Regions from separate parts of the Gossypium arboreum genome. Here region 2 is linked to region 1. The links are chromatin contacts, called in public Hi-C maps. All regions are on one chromosome and are shown on one strand. The core of a region is the stretch at or near the end of the contact, and the rest is flanking DNA. Distances in the headings are between cores, read along the strand shown. Region 1 overlaps LOC108467065 (transportin-1-like). Region 2 holds the start of LOC108467158.

Region 1 (4,086 bases), core at 1,093-3,592:
TTCTGCATCTTGATAAAATTAGATTATTTACTGTTTGGTTGCTTTAATTTGAAACCTCGTTTTAATTTGTCCCTTTGGCTGCTTTAATGAATTGATATCCCTTTGGTTGCTTTAATTCAAAACCATGTTTTATTTTATTTTCTTTCCATAATTGACAATTTGCCTTATGAATTTCAGGTACGGCAAGAAATTTCTCCAATTGTCATGACAGTGATCTCATGTTTGGTTCCAATCCTTCAGCATGCTGAGGTAATATTCCCATTCTGTTACTGAAGTTTATTTGCATGCATAACTGTTGTTTGCATGTTAGGGCTTGTGTTAATTATTTTGATGTCATAATCTCATCTCTGTATGATTAGCAGGGGCTGAACAAGTCACTTGTTGAAAATAGTGCTATTACACTAGGGAGGCTTGCATGGGTCTGTCCAGATCTTGTATCGCCACATATGGAGCATTTCATGCAATCTTGGTGTATTGCTTTGTCTATGTAAGTGTTGGTTTATCTTCCTCACTTGTAAATTGTTGATCTGATGTATAGCGAAGTTACTGTTAGGATCAGGTACATTAAATTGCACTTATTAGAGCAGAATTCAATTTATTTGCAAGATGTATGTCAACTTATTTGACAAACAACTTTGGCAGGATACGTGATGATATTGAGAAAGAAGATGCGTTCCGGGGCCTATGTGCAATGGTATGCACCTGCTTTGTTAATAATGTTAATTAATAGTGAATAGATAAACTGAGTTGTTTTTGGATGATGCTGCACTTTTTCAGGTCAGGGCAAATCCATCAGGGGCTCTGAGTTCACTTGTTTTCATGTGCAAAGCTATTGCAAGTTGGCATGTAAGGATGCTTTTATTTTGTTGTTTTTGAGGGTTGTATAAGTTTAAGCTTTTTACCATCTTCTATGTCTGCAGGAAATAAGGAGTGAAGAACTACATAATGAAGTTTGTCAGGTCTTGCACGGTTATAAACAGGTAGGCAGTTGTCATTGTCAGCTTTGCTTTTCTTGATTATTTTTATACCACCTTGCAGGATTTTTGTGGTTTGCTGATTATTTTAACTTGGTATATTTTAAAATGATTAAAATCCTTAAATCTTGTTATTACATGCTGTACACTTTTTCTGTCTATATGTTTCTGTATTTTATTTTATTTTTATTTTTGGTTTGTTTGCAATCATATAGGTTCTCCTATCGCTGTGAATCTCTTGTTTAGTGCATTTTTCTTGATTGGAAATTTATTTATTTTCTTCATTTCTTTCTCATTTATGCAATAAACAAGGGGAACTTGAGTACTTAATTGATCGTTTCTGTTTTTACTATGGTTACATAGATCCAAAATTATGACATGCATTAGAGTGAGGTTCATTTACTGAGTCAGGCAATGAATGCTGTTGCAGATGCTTAGGAATGGGGCGTGGGACCAATGTATGTCTGCCTTGGAGCCACCTGTGAAGGATAAACTTTCAAAGTATCAAGTATAAGATGTTCTTGGTTATCCATGCTTGTCGTTATTCTACATTATATTTGTGGTTCTTCAGAGGTCTTTATCAGCATCGATACTGTTGGTATATTTTGTGCATTATCTGACTGTATTGGAGCTGCGATTCATATAAGCATCCTATAAGCAAATGTTGGTTAGGAGGTGGGGGTACTGAAGCGGTCGAGTATTTGTGTATGGATTTTTAGCATGCAGGAATATGCTGGCTCCATAAGGGGTGAAGAGGTGGTTTTTACTGGGTGTTCGTAATTGGGACATGGGGTAAGGTATCTGATTCAAACATTTGCATTCGTTATTTTTGACAAATTTCTCTTATTTTCATTGTTTTGTGAGTTAGGGATAGGGTTTTGATCTGTGGATTCCCACAGTTTTTCTGTACAAGGGCTTCAATTGTTTTTTCTTATTAGAATTTTGGGTGTTATTTGTGTATTATATAAGGTCTGGAACATACTATTGGAGTTGGAGGTGGATTTTTTTTTTTTGACAATAAATTTAGTTGGTATTTCATGAATTCATGTTTGGCTCATCTGAATGTGAATCTTATTACATGGAATGATCTATTCCTACTTTATTGTATGCACCGTAGTAGTCATTCTTTTGAGTGGCGTATTCTACCTTATGACATGCAAGGTTGTAGTAGCTATTTTTTCAAGACTTGATAATGGCTATTACTTGTGTTTGCTGAATAGCTATGTAGATAGATACAATTTTGCAGAAAAGAATGGAGGAAAGGAAGAAGAGGGGGTTGACTATGGTAGTTGGTACCATACCGTACCGTACCTTATCCTAAGCCCTCACCCCCTTCCTTTAAAAACCCACAATTAAATCTAGCATTAAACATAATTATCATAAGCTCTAAAAGGGTGCCGAAACAAAGGAAGCGCTTACTCAACAACACCTTGAGATTCAACATCATTTCCATAAATATCAAGATGGTTCAACCATAAAAAGGGGCTCTCACTATCTGGCGTCGCCATAGCTAGCTAGGAATTCTGAATAATTAACTCTCGATTGTTTGAACTTTCTAATTTCAATCTTAAATTTATGTGTCGGTATCAGAGTTTAGGATTCATTGTTTATCACATGTTTGATTATATATATTTTTGTCTGAGAATAAAGCCTTGTTGCAAACACAAACCAAGAAAGAGGCCATCAAGAAAAAAAAAAAAAAGAACAAAAATACAATTTTATTTATCTATTTGAATTTCGAGTTAAAAAATTTTCAAATATTATGTTCATATATTTATTGGCTCTCTTAAAATTTCATAATTTTTGGACATCTAAAACACCGAAACTAATTATTAGAAGTTGGATAGTAGTTCTATAAGATTTTACCGTAATTGCCTATTTTTTATACTTAAGAGTTAGGGTTCATTGCTTATTTGCTTTTATTGACTCTTATACATTAACTAACATATTTCCTTCTTGTGTTAGTAGGATTTAAAGAAGTTGTGTTTTCCTTCTTTCGTACAACTTAGTTCCTTACTTCGAGCCTTTCTTTGGCATTCTAGGTGCCGAAGAAATCTTTGTTAGTGGGACTACTCTTTAATTAATTTTGAATAATTGAAGCTTCATTATGTATTATAACAACATAACAAGTTATCAAGTCTTACTCTTTTGTTGAGTGCCTAGGTGGGTCAAATTTTACTTTCTATAGTTAACAATGAAGATTTAATTTACTGTTTTGATCCGCGATGAATAGCATGTAAAAACTTAGTTTAAGAAATAATTATTCAATTAAAGTCTCAAAACACTAATTACTTAATAACTACAAGTGCACAATATCTTTGTCAAGCAACAATTACAATGAAATATCTTCATTAGAAATGATTCTAAAGGTCGAATCCACAGGAAAAATGTGTAACTGCCTTGAATTAATTAGACTCACCTGCTAACTAATTTACAAATATAAGTTACAAAAAAAAAAAAAATGTATAAATAAATGCAGTTAAAGTAAATAACATAATAAAATACTATTTTGATTATTCAACCGTAAATCACAAATGTAGCGATCAAAGATTGCCCAGTTAATGACATTTAATAATTTATATCAAATTAATCCTAATATAAAATTTATGACACATATGTACTTTTAAATTTAGGGCAAGTGCTAAAATGCACAAATGTCACTGTCGCATTTTTTCTTCAACTCCTCTTGGTGTTATACTACAGTTGCCTACCTCACACTAAGCTGTCATGGTCATTACTTGGCGGTTTTTACCTAAAACCAACCTTTGGTAACCTCTGATTAGATCACTAGTGTAGTGTAGAATGGGTGGTCAATGTTCAACCTACTTTTCCCTAGAAATTTCGTTAACCATATGTCACTTAGAATTATATATAACGATTCAGTTTCTAGTGGTGTCGAAAAATGTGATTTTTAGAATTTCACTTTTATAGACCGAATTCGTAAATATTGAATAGAGATATTTGCGAATTAGTATATTGATGAATTCAAATTTGGTTAGGCAATTTAGCTAAAATTATGATTAATTAAGACTCAGGGACTAAGTTGTAAAAATTTAATCACTATAGATTTTTAATTAGAAAAAAGCTTAGGGGCCTAGATAGCAACTATCCC
Region 2 (4,086 bases), core at 1,108-3,607, 120 kb after region 1:
AAATCTTTGATTTCTTTTCCCTATCCGTTTTCCTTTTCTGTTGTATTTTCTTTCTCTTTTTACAGGCAATCGAGGAAAGGAGACCACCAGCGTTGATTTGGCCGTTGATCACGGCGTGATACGAGGCCGAAGTCATGACGTTGATTCGGGTCACTGCGAGACGAACGGACACGAGTCGAAGGGGCGTGACTCTTGGACTGATTGCGGTGTGAAGCTTATGGAAACCCTAGGGTTTCCAAATTTAGTTTAGGCACTGGGCCTCACTAGTTTGGGTCTGGCTCGGGTATTCGGGCTTGGGTGTAACCGGGTTTTGGGTAGTAACGGGTCTGTTGGGTTTAAGCTAATTGGGTCAATAAATTGTAATGAGCTGTAAATGAAATTTGGGCTTTGTACATGGACTATAATAAATAAACATTTATTTATTTATTTTTTATTCTTGGTTTTAAAGCCCGGGCAGAAATGGGCTACTACAATAACGACCATAAAAAATGCACAAATAAAAGAGTATGAACAATTTAAATTTTAAGCGTAAAAAAAATAAAAAGTAATAAATAAATAAATAAATAAATAATAATAAAATAATTTGTAGAAAGGTTGAAATTAAATAAACAGAGGATTTAATTGAAATTTAAATGAAATTAGGGAATATGAATTGTAAATAATAAAAAATAGACTAATAAGGATTAAAATGTAACGCGTTTAAAAAGGACAGAGACCGAATAGGAAAATACCCCCTGTCCTTATACGCACCGTTTCTCAGAAGGACTAAAATATAACGTGCATAAAAGGGTAGGGACCAACTGGGAAATTATTCAAAGACCCATTAAATGCACGTTCTATGGGGGACCAAAATAAAACAAAACTAAAATTATATGGTAAAAGTTTTAAATATATAAAAAAGGACTGGATTGAAAAATAAATAAAAAGCAAAAGGACTAGGGCCGCAATTAACCCCTTTGTCGTGAAAATACTCGGATCCTACCAACTTTCAGGTCGAGTCTTGGGTTTGAGTCTAAAACGATGCCATTTTGGCGTTTGAAAATGAAGCCCAAAACGACGCCTTTTTATGGGGCTATACAAGTGAAAATATTAAGAAAAAAAATTCATTTTTCTTCGGTTTTAGAAAAAAACTTTTGAACTCTTTTTTTTTTCTCTCGGATCTGTCCCTTATCCGGCCAAGGGCTGCCGCCTGTCCGCTATGGCCATCGGTTGTTGGCAGCGCCGACCACCGCCTCCGGTGGTTGGAAAACCCCCCAACAAACTTTTTAGACCACCTTTTTGAATAGACCACAGATTTAAGGTTTAAATCCCCAAAAACCTAACCGACACTCGGCCGAAGGAAAAGAAATCGAAAGGTTCCACCTTTTTTCGACAAGGCCTTCGACAGAACCCTAAAGGGTTCTTAGGTTTCTCAATTCGGAGGAAAATACCCTACGGTGGTGGCAGTAATAGTGATTTTCAAGTAAGTATTTTCTTTTTTTAGGGTTTCAAAAATAAAAATAAAGTGCTACTTTTTGAAACTTATGTTTTTTTTTGTATTTTTCCGTGTAAAAAATATTACATTTTGAATCTGGCCTTTTAGCCGATTTACATATTATTTTTCTTTTTCTTTTTTGTTTTGCTACTGTTTATCTACTGTTCATGTGCTGTTCTTGCATTGTTGATCCTGTCTTTTCCCATTCTCTTTTTGCAGGTATCGACGCGGTCAACGAAGGGCGATGGGACGTGCACCTTTGCCATTTTGATGTAACGGCAATAGAGGCGTCAGGCTTTGAGCGGCCAACACGCTGACTCGGCATGAGGAGCAGCGCTAAGGAAGGACTAGGTTTTTTATTTTGCTGAAAAAGTGTTTAAGCTATTGGACCACTGAGCCATTAGAATTTTTTTGTTTTGGGTTATTTGAGCCTAATGTAAATGGACTGTTATATTTTAAACTTTTTATTTATTTTTGTTTTATTATTTGTAATCTAGGACTGGATAAAATTAGACAATTACAACCTGCATCCCTCAAATACTAGGAGAATTGACATTTCTCTCATCAAGGAGTACGCAAACCCCCCTCCCCGTTCCCCTCCCCCCCCAAAAAAAAATGGTCTCTTAGTCCTTTTCTTATACTGTTATGATTTTAAGTTACAAATAAATAAAAATGGATACAGAAATTTTGTATTAATTTACGCCATATCTGCACTTTGATTAAATACATAAGAGAAGTATGAAGTTAGCCTTCTAAATTGTTGAGAAACAAAATTAACAAAACAAAAAAAGGAATGCTTATGTCACAAATTTAATTACCTTAAAAAATATATTTGATATATAGAAATAAATATAGGGGTAACGTGGTCCACATATTTTACGGTAGTTGTATGATTGCTAGTCCCTCTATCTTAGTGGCTAAACTATTTAAGAGATTAGTGTTTTAACACAACAGTTGCTTCCTAAGGAGTTGGAGAGAGAGAAAAAGAGAGAGATGGAGAAGAATCTAACAGCGTTGAGCCATCTTTTCGTCACGGTATTCCTGTCAGGGTTTTCAACTATAATAGTGGCTCCGGCCATCATCGATGTTACTATGTTCGCCCTTTGCCCCGGCACTGATGAATGCTCCCTCGCCATTTACCTCTCTGGTTTCCAACAAGCTGTAGTTTCTTCTTCTTTTTCTTCATCTGTCGCTTTGCTATGTCTTATCATTTCTCTTCTTTTCTACAGTTTAGTTTATTTCATAAAATACCTTTCTTCTGAGATCGATTTGGATTTAATATGATTTTTCTTCAAGCTGTAGTTTTTTTTTTCTTAAACCAAAGTTTTATCTCAGTTGCTTAAGTAAATTAATTATGGGTAATTTACACCAACAGTCACTCAATTTTGATGTCTGCTTTCAATTCAGTCATTCTACTTTCAATTATGAGTGACTGTTGGTGTAATTTACCCATTAATTAATGATAGGGGGAATAAATGTTGAGAAGTATACACCAAGCAAGTTTCTTTCGTTGAGTTGTCATTTCTTACTTATTTTTCATATTGGCCGACTTTCAGTTTTGCATGGTTTTCATGGAGTTGATACTTAAGATCCTTCCAATGTCATTTTGGACATTTGAAGCCTTTTCTTTTTCTTTTTGATGATATACATATGTGGTTCATATTGCAGACAAGACATCATTAATCCAAGACATTAGCTTTTATGATGAACAAAAAGAAAAGATATTAGCTTTATGGCCCCCCTTTGTTGCGTAAACTTTAATAGAAATAAGGCGACGTCCTAATTTAGACAAAAGGGTGGTCATTCAATCTTAACATGTCGCCTTCTTGTACCAATTCAACTCTTTTTTTTTTGGATAAAATTCCACTACTTACTCCCATTTTTCTTAGGATTTGACTTGGACAGTATACAATAATTTGCGTCTAAAAATGCGTTTGAAAATTTCAAAATTTGTTTCAATTAAGTCACGGGTATAGTAGCAAAAGACTTACTAATTTTGATATCTGATTTTTGAGTTCAAATGTTTTCCTTTATCAAAAGAAAGCTTTCTAAAATCATGAACCGATTTGATTCCGAGTATTTTGATGTTGGTAATTGAGTTGAGATTGATGCAGATCATAGGACTAGGGACGGCCTTGATGATGCCAATTATTGGGAATCTATCGGATCAGTATGGAAGAAAAGCTCTACTTACATTGCCTATGACATTATCCATTATTCCCCTTGGTATGTATGTACATATAATATATATGATATGAACATAGATTTCACAGCTTTCATTGTCTCAACACTGCCCTCATGGGGTCACTATCTATGTGCCAAAGTTCCTAACGCATGCGTGTGTTGTGTGGCTTTGATGTGTCACCTTTTCATGTCTTTGCTTACATCTTTGAATTGGCTTATAGGGTGTCATTGTCCGACTTTGGGTCTGCTAGGTTTTATTATTCAAAGCTTGCTTTTAACTTGACATTCAAAAATTTAATTTGGTTGTATCTGTTGGATCGAGTGGTCTATTAAATAAAGTCTGAGTTGGAGTCTTATAGATAAAAATAACAATGTTAGGAAAGCTTTGTACTTATGGAAGGGTCTGAATCAACTTGACTCCACATCAA

What was found. Hi-C and Micro-C count contacts between places; a contact is called where the count stands out from the background.
Region 2: a contact with region 1 is called in a Hi-C map of leaf, with 2.5 times the contacts expected there. The contact joins the promoter of LOC108467158 here to the enhancer-like site in region 1. A contact is called at or near these places in 2 of 5 Hi-C or Micro-C datasets (both in leaf).

What each region holds. Positions count from the first base shown.
Region 1 is chr2:103,223,064-103,227,149 of ASM2569848v2, forward strand. LOC108467065 (transportin-1-like) reads left to right here. Exons shown (of 29, transcript XM_053025088.1): 24 at 178-249; 25 at 363-487; 26 at 643-694; 27 at 778-846; 28 at 921-980; 29 at 1,405-2,016. The coding sequence ends at 1,488. Among protein-coding and RNA genes, the nearest start is that of LOC108467065, 11 kb to the left of the region's middle. Within about 2 kb of position 2,343, at least 2 of the 2 cell types and tissues checked have an H3K27ac peak or open chromatin away from gene starts, as enhancers often do. A contact at or near this core is called in leaf, where this site is marked.
Region 2 is chr2:103,339,021-103,343,106 of ASM2569848v2, forward strand. LOC108467158 reads left to right here and starts at 2,358. Exons shown (of 14, transcript XM_017767702.2): 1 at 2,358-2,635; 2 at 3,589-3,700. The coding sequence starts at 2,468. LOC128283897 (a long non-coding RNA gene) reads left to right here. Exons shown (of 2, transcript XR_008274261.1): 2 at 66-426.